Regions from separate parts of the Hordeum vulgare genome. Here region 1 is linked to region 2. The links are chromatin contacts, called in public Hi-C maps. All regions are on one chromosome and are shown on one strand. The core of a region is the stretch at or near the end of the contact, and the rest is flanking DNA. Distances in the headings are between cores, read along the strand shown.

Evidence for each region. A called contact is a pair of places that touch in the nucleus more often than the background predicts.
Region 1: a Hi-C map of seedling shows a contact between it and region 2, with 2.7 times the contacts expected there. The contact joins the promoter of LOC123397835 here to the promoter of LOC123396356 in region 2. A contact is called at or near these places in 3 of 6 Hi-C or Micro-C datasets (leaf and seedling) and 1 of 1 datasets of contacts at active chromatin or transcription factors (embryo).

Annotation. Positions count from the first base shown.
Region 1 is chr5H:382,457,875-382,460,765 of MorexV3_pseudomolecules_assembly, forward strand. It overlaps LOC123397835 (bZIP transcription factor 44-like), which reads left to right and starts at 1,278. Exons shown (of 2, transcript XM_045092366.1): 1 at 1,278-2,349; 2 at 2,802-2,891. The coding sequence starts at 2,167.
Region 2 is chr5H:382,230,249-382,233,112 of MorexV3_pseudomolecules_assembly, forward strand. LOC123396356 (transcription initiation factor TFIID subunit 15) reads right to left here and starts at 1,574. Exons shown (of 8, transcript XM_045091310.1): 1 at 1,423-1,574; 2 at 423-539; 3 at 1-302. The coding sequence starts at 539.

The DNA of each region.
Region 1 (2,891 bases), core at 28-2,527, 230 kb after region 2:
ATTCGCGGGTTTCCACCTCGCCGTTGCGGTGTCCCGCATATGAGCGAAAGCGGTTGGTGGGAGGACATTTCAGCCCGCGCTTTCCCCGACCAAAGCATATTCCGCAAATATGCTCTTTTACGGGTCCGTTATGCGGGGTCTGCATCCGCGTCCGTGCGCGCCGACCTGCATAGACGTTTTTACGCGAACTGCAAACACGTTTTACGGGCCGGACGAATACGGGGTCTGCTAGAGTTGCTCTTATATAGGGAAGTCTTTAGTCTCGATTGATATCACTACTCGGGACTAAATATATACCTTTAGTCCCGGTTGGTGAGACCAACACCAACCGGGACTAAAGAGGCTCGCACGGCACGAGCCTACCGCAACCCCTTTAGTCCCGGTTGATATCAAGATGGTTGTGTCCCCGTTCGTTCCTAACCATTGAAAGCGGGACTAATTCTCACATTAGTCCCGGATCCAAACTTGATCGGGACTAAAGCTCCAAACAAAAGGTCTTTTTTACACTAGTGATCCCTTTTGAATAGAAAGCAAATCAGAAAGTTACACTGTAAAATAAACCAGCAGCTGACGTGACATGCACAATTATAAAAAATAACAAGGTATATTTTTGGCACAAGTCTACTTGAATTTGGTAGAAATGTAAAAAAAATGCTAAATTAGGTAATTGTTGTCATAAACGTGAAACTAAGGGATAAAAAGAAACAATTCCCTTTTTTTTGGAAAAAACAAACAAACAATTGCCTGTATAAAGACCTCAACGACTGTGGCCGGCCAACCGATTCCTGTTTCGGGACACAGAACAAGTTAATGCCCAATGATGACCTAAGGATTTCTTGAGATGCACGTTACTAGTACGTACTAGCCTAGAACACCGAAAAAACAAAATGAAAAGAAGCTTGTCCTCTCCTCGCTCGACCCCTTGCTCACACCTGACGATCCAATCTCATACGGCAGGGGGAAATCGCCTCTTCAAGACGATGACTCTTGGCTCGATTACCACCCTAAAAAAATTGCTACTGCTACCACAAAAGCGACTACTAATTGCAAAATCACGAATGACGTCGCAGGCAATCAAACCCAAACCACGGACGGACGGCAAAAATCAGGGGAAACGATTCCTGACGCTGCCAGCAGATGCCGCAGAAGATTCGGAGCGCATCTCGCCATCCCTTTCACCTTTCCCGTCCACCACCACCACCATTTACCAAATTTCTCTCGCAATTGTTTCTCTGCTAAAGCCGCCCGTTTCCCGGCTCTATAAATGCCGCCTCTCCACCAAGCTTCAATTCCCTTTTCCCCTCTTCCCCATCTCCCTTGCTAGGTTTCCTTCCGCCCAGCTCCGTTGCGTTGCGTTGCTGGCAGGCAGCTTGGGCTCTTCTTGGCTTGGCCTCTGTCTGCCTAACCCTGTCCAGGGTGGACACAAACAAGCTCGCCGCCACCTCACCCCATACCCCCCTCCAACCTCCCAAATCTTTATTTTGACTTAGGGAGGCTCTGCCCAAATTTTCTTGGCCGGTCATCCATTTCCAGGGGAGGTTCTGCCAAAAAAATTCTCCCCTCATCATCCATTTCCCAGGGGAGGTTCTGCCGAAAATTCTTTCCCCGATCATCCATTTTCCAGGGGAGGCTCTGCCAAAATTGAATCCGCACTTCATTCAATTCCCAGGGGGAGGTTCTGCCGAAATTTGATCTGCCACCGTTTCATTTGCAAGAGGAGGTTCTGGCAAAAAAAAAATTATATATTTCTTGCCACATAGTACCAAAACTTGTATCTGAAAACACAACAGATCGGTAATTTCATTTGAAAGAAAAAGAGCCTGCTGTGTTCTTGATGGTAGGCTAGGAGAGGAGCCGCCGTGGTAGTAGCACGTGTAGATGTTGTTGCTGGTCGTCGCGGAGCATCACCTCTCCGGATTTATGGTCGGCGCAGCGATCACTCGCCTCGTCCAGTCCTTCTCCGTCGTCTTCCTCTACTGGTTCTACGTCTTCTCCCTAACTTCCCTGTAACCGTAGCCGTAGCTGGAGTTCATACTAGTAGCATAATCAAGATAGCTAGCTAGTACACTGAGTAACAAGGTACACAAGCAAGTACTGTTACAAGGTGTGTTTTATATACAAGATATAAGAGGAAGTGAAACTGCTGTAAGTTGTTGAGGGGTGACCATGTCAAGTGGGACCTCTTTCGGGTCGAGCCAAGGGACCCGGAGCTCCAGGTCTGCCGAGGATTGCGCGGACCTCCGGGCCCAGATGGAGAAGAGGAGGAAGAGGAGGAAGGAGTCCAACCGGGAGTCGGCACGCCGATCTAGGGTGCGCAAGCAACAACACCTCGACGACCTCTCCTCGCAGGTTTGTTACGCCCTTCCAAAGTATGCTATTTATATAAGTGCACATAAGCATAAAGTTTGTAGATGTTCATAATTTAATTGTTTGGCTGTCATAAATATTTAAAACATGTTTTTTTATGAGAGCATGCGCCAAGCGTGTGAAAACAGAAAATCGACGAAAACGAAGGCCCACCTAAAAACCTGAAGAAAAAAAAACTAAAATATCTGCTCAGACAAAACACGGTTCTTGTGATCTCCATGTCCTACCAATTGCCGCCTACCTAACACTTTGAACAATACTACAAATTCCATCATCATGAGTTGCTTAATTTATAACAGGTTTGAGTTTTTTTTATCAAACTAATAGCATAGCATATCGCATCTTCTATATGAAAGAAAAACTAATAAGAACATGAGAAGAAAAAAAGGATCTACATGTTTGCTAAGAAGAAAATATTTTTGTGACAAAAACAGGTGGATCAGCTCAAGAACCAGAGCCAACAAATGAACATGGTGCTGGGCATGACCACCCAGAACCTTGTGGCGCTGCAAGCACAGAACTCG
Region 2 (2,864 bases), core at 324-2,823:
CAAGCTTTTGCTGGACCATCACCACGTCCTCTACCCCTGCCTGACCCGTTATCCAATTCATCTTGTCCAACAATCTCAGCATCGACGCTCACATTGGTGAAGTTATCAACTGTGTCTTTGTTTTTTGACTCAGCTATGTGAACCTGGATGATGCTTCCATGGAAATCCTTATTGTTGAACCATTCCACAGCAGCTGAAGCAGCATGGGGATCTTCATAGGTGACTGTTGCATCACCCTTTGGTTCATTTGTAACTTTGTCCCTGTATATCCAAATCTTTGGGTGGCCAGTCCTTTTGTCCTTCTGATGAGATACGAGAACAAGAAATGACAAATATATCATGACATGGAATTAACAAGCGCTTACAAGACCATTCAAGAACTTGCATGTGGTTGCGAAAATGTTACCTGGTAAGACCCATACCTTTAGCAACCCTATGGTGCCAAAATATTCAGCCAACATGGTCTCATCAGTTCCAGGAGGCAGATTGCATACATAAATAGAGCCATTTGGGGGTCCGCGAGACATATATCCAGCCATCTGTTAACACAAAGGTCAGATGTGGATGATTAGTGCAATTCCTCAAAGCATGTTTTTGAAACAATATCACAAGCACAAAAGTGCAAATGGCAAAAATAGCAACGAGAAGAACAGAGCAGGCCAGGTAGTAAACAGGAAGAAGATAAAAAGGGGGATACACCATGGATTATTAACATATCATAAGCTTACAAGAAAGTTACTCCCTCCGAGTCGCTGAAACGGATGTATCTAGCACTGAAATACGTCTATGATACATCTGTTTGAGCGACAACTAATATGGATCGGAGGGAGTGCCCATAATGCTAAGTCACTGGTTCAGCATGGTGAAGTTAAGTGGATGAGATATGAACAACCTTACATCATTGTTTAATTCAGGGGCTGCATCGCATGCAATAGGTAAACCTGATGGCATTCTTAGTTGCAAAAATTGACACATCACATGTTAATTTGTGATGTTACTGCATTTTAGCAGAAAACTTGGAGAGGATGCATATTCCATCACCAAGCTGGATGCACATGAAGAGCTACCAATTTGACATGTCTACTTATCACACGTAATACAACGACAATTGCAGATATATTTAACCAACCGTACAAATGATGGGCCCAAAACACAGCCCAAAATCTAGCGCAACATTCAAACAACAAACAGATGACAAGGCTGACAGAGAGCACCAGAACACCGTGTTTGACAACTGGATCAGAGTCGAGGTCCTCAACGATATTTTTTACCAGCGTGAGAAATCCAACGGGTCACGCATGTGAGTGTTGAGCACATAGTCTATAGAACGTAACTAAACCCCCGTCGCTGAAGCAGAAATCCCTTGAATTCCCTCACCGGGCGACAAACCGCGGCGAGCGAGAGGGGGCGGCGAGGCTTTACCTAGTCCGGGATGCGCCGAGGTTGACGGCGCGGATCGAAGGCGTGCGCGGAGGACCGCGCGCCTCGTGCTCTGCCGACGGGAACGCGGCGGCGGCCGCGTGGTTGAGAAGCCGCGACGGCGCTAGGTTTGGGCGGATCTCAGCGCTCACTGCGTGCTTGGGGATGGCGTTTCGTGGGCGATGGGCACACGCAATTAGGGCGAGGGCAGGGCAGGCTGAGATGCTGGGCTTCTGGGCTGTCAACGTTTGTCAGCTGGGTTGAAAAGAAATGGGCCAAATTCGGTTGGACCGGTGATTTGTAACCCCTGGATCCCATAAGACTCACAAAAAAAACGAATATTTTTTTTTAAAATCCTTCATGTATCACCTTTCGCCGGGCAGACCAGATGGTTTTTCAAACACCCCACGCCGCACATGGTTTTATTTTAGCTATTTATCAATCTTGCAAAAAGAAATAAGATCAACAATAGTTTATTCCATTACTATAGTGTTACAATCCTTTGACAAGAGATCGTGAATGCATAGAAGTCCTCTGTCGAACCACATACTCGTAGCTGGCTCAGAGAGAACAACTGTTGAAGAAGCTGGAGGCAGCTCGTTCATTACCAGCTACTAGACCGACGACTTGGAGCCCACCTCCAGACCAACACGCAAAGCTGAACGTTGATGCATCAGTAGCGCGACATGAAGGTTTTGGGATGGTTGCAGTGATTTCTCAGAACGATAGATGCGCCTTTCAATGGCATCGACGATGGTTTGTGGAAATATTGATGATCCCGAGATACTGGAGACGTTGTCGGTCCATGAAGCACTAGCGCTTTGAGATGATTTTTACTTGCAAAAATATGGTGTTGCTTATGATTGCGAAGTGGTCGCGGAGGCTATCAAATCTGAAATGATGCATTGTATGAGGTTGTAGCACATGAATTAGTAGAACAATCCAGAGTCTTTTTTTTCTTTTTGATTAACCATGAATCTAGAACCTCGAATATAAAGGCTAACAGACTTGCGAAGCATGTTTTAACGTTGGTTAGGCCAGCCGGAAAATCTTGGTTTCATCTTTGTAAATTTCGTGACGGTTGAATAAAGTTTAACGAGTTTGTCTCAAGAAAAAGACTAATGTTTATCTCTCCTTTAATAATAATAAATCAGTTAATGCTTCTGTCGTACGCCATGATGTTTTTACAAAAAAACTCCTCCTATTTTTGACAAATCAACCCGCAGTCCCTACTTTAGTTGATTCAGAAAAAACGTTTCACTTTTATAAAAAAAACTTGTAACCCGTCTCTGCCCGAACCGGACCGCACCGCCGCGTGCAGCTCCCTCCTGATCGAGCTCCCCTCGCGCCCGCAAGCCTCCTCACCGGTGACCCCACACCGCCGCCACGCCCCGTCGGACCTCCGGCCGCTCTGGCGCCTCGCCCCTCTCCCTTCTCCTCCTTCC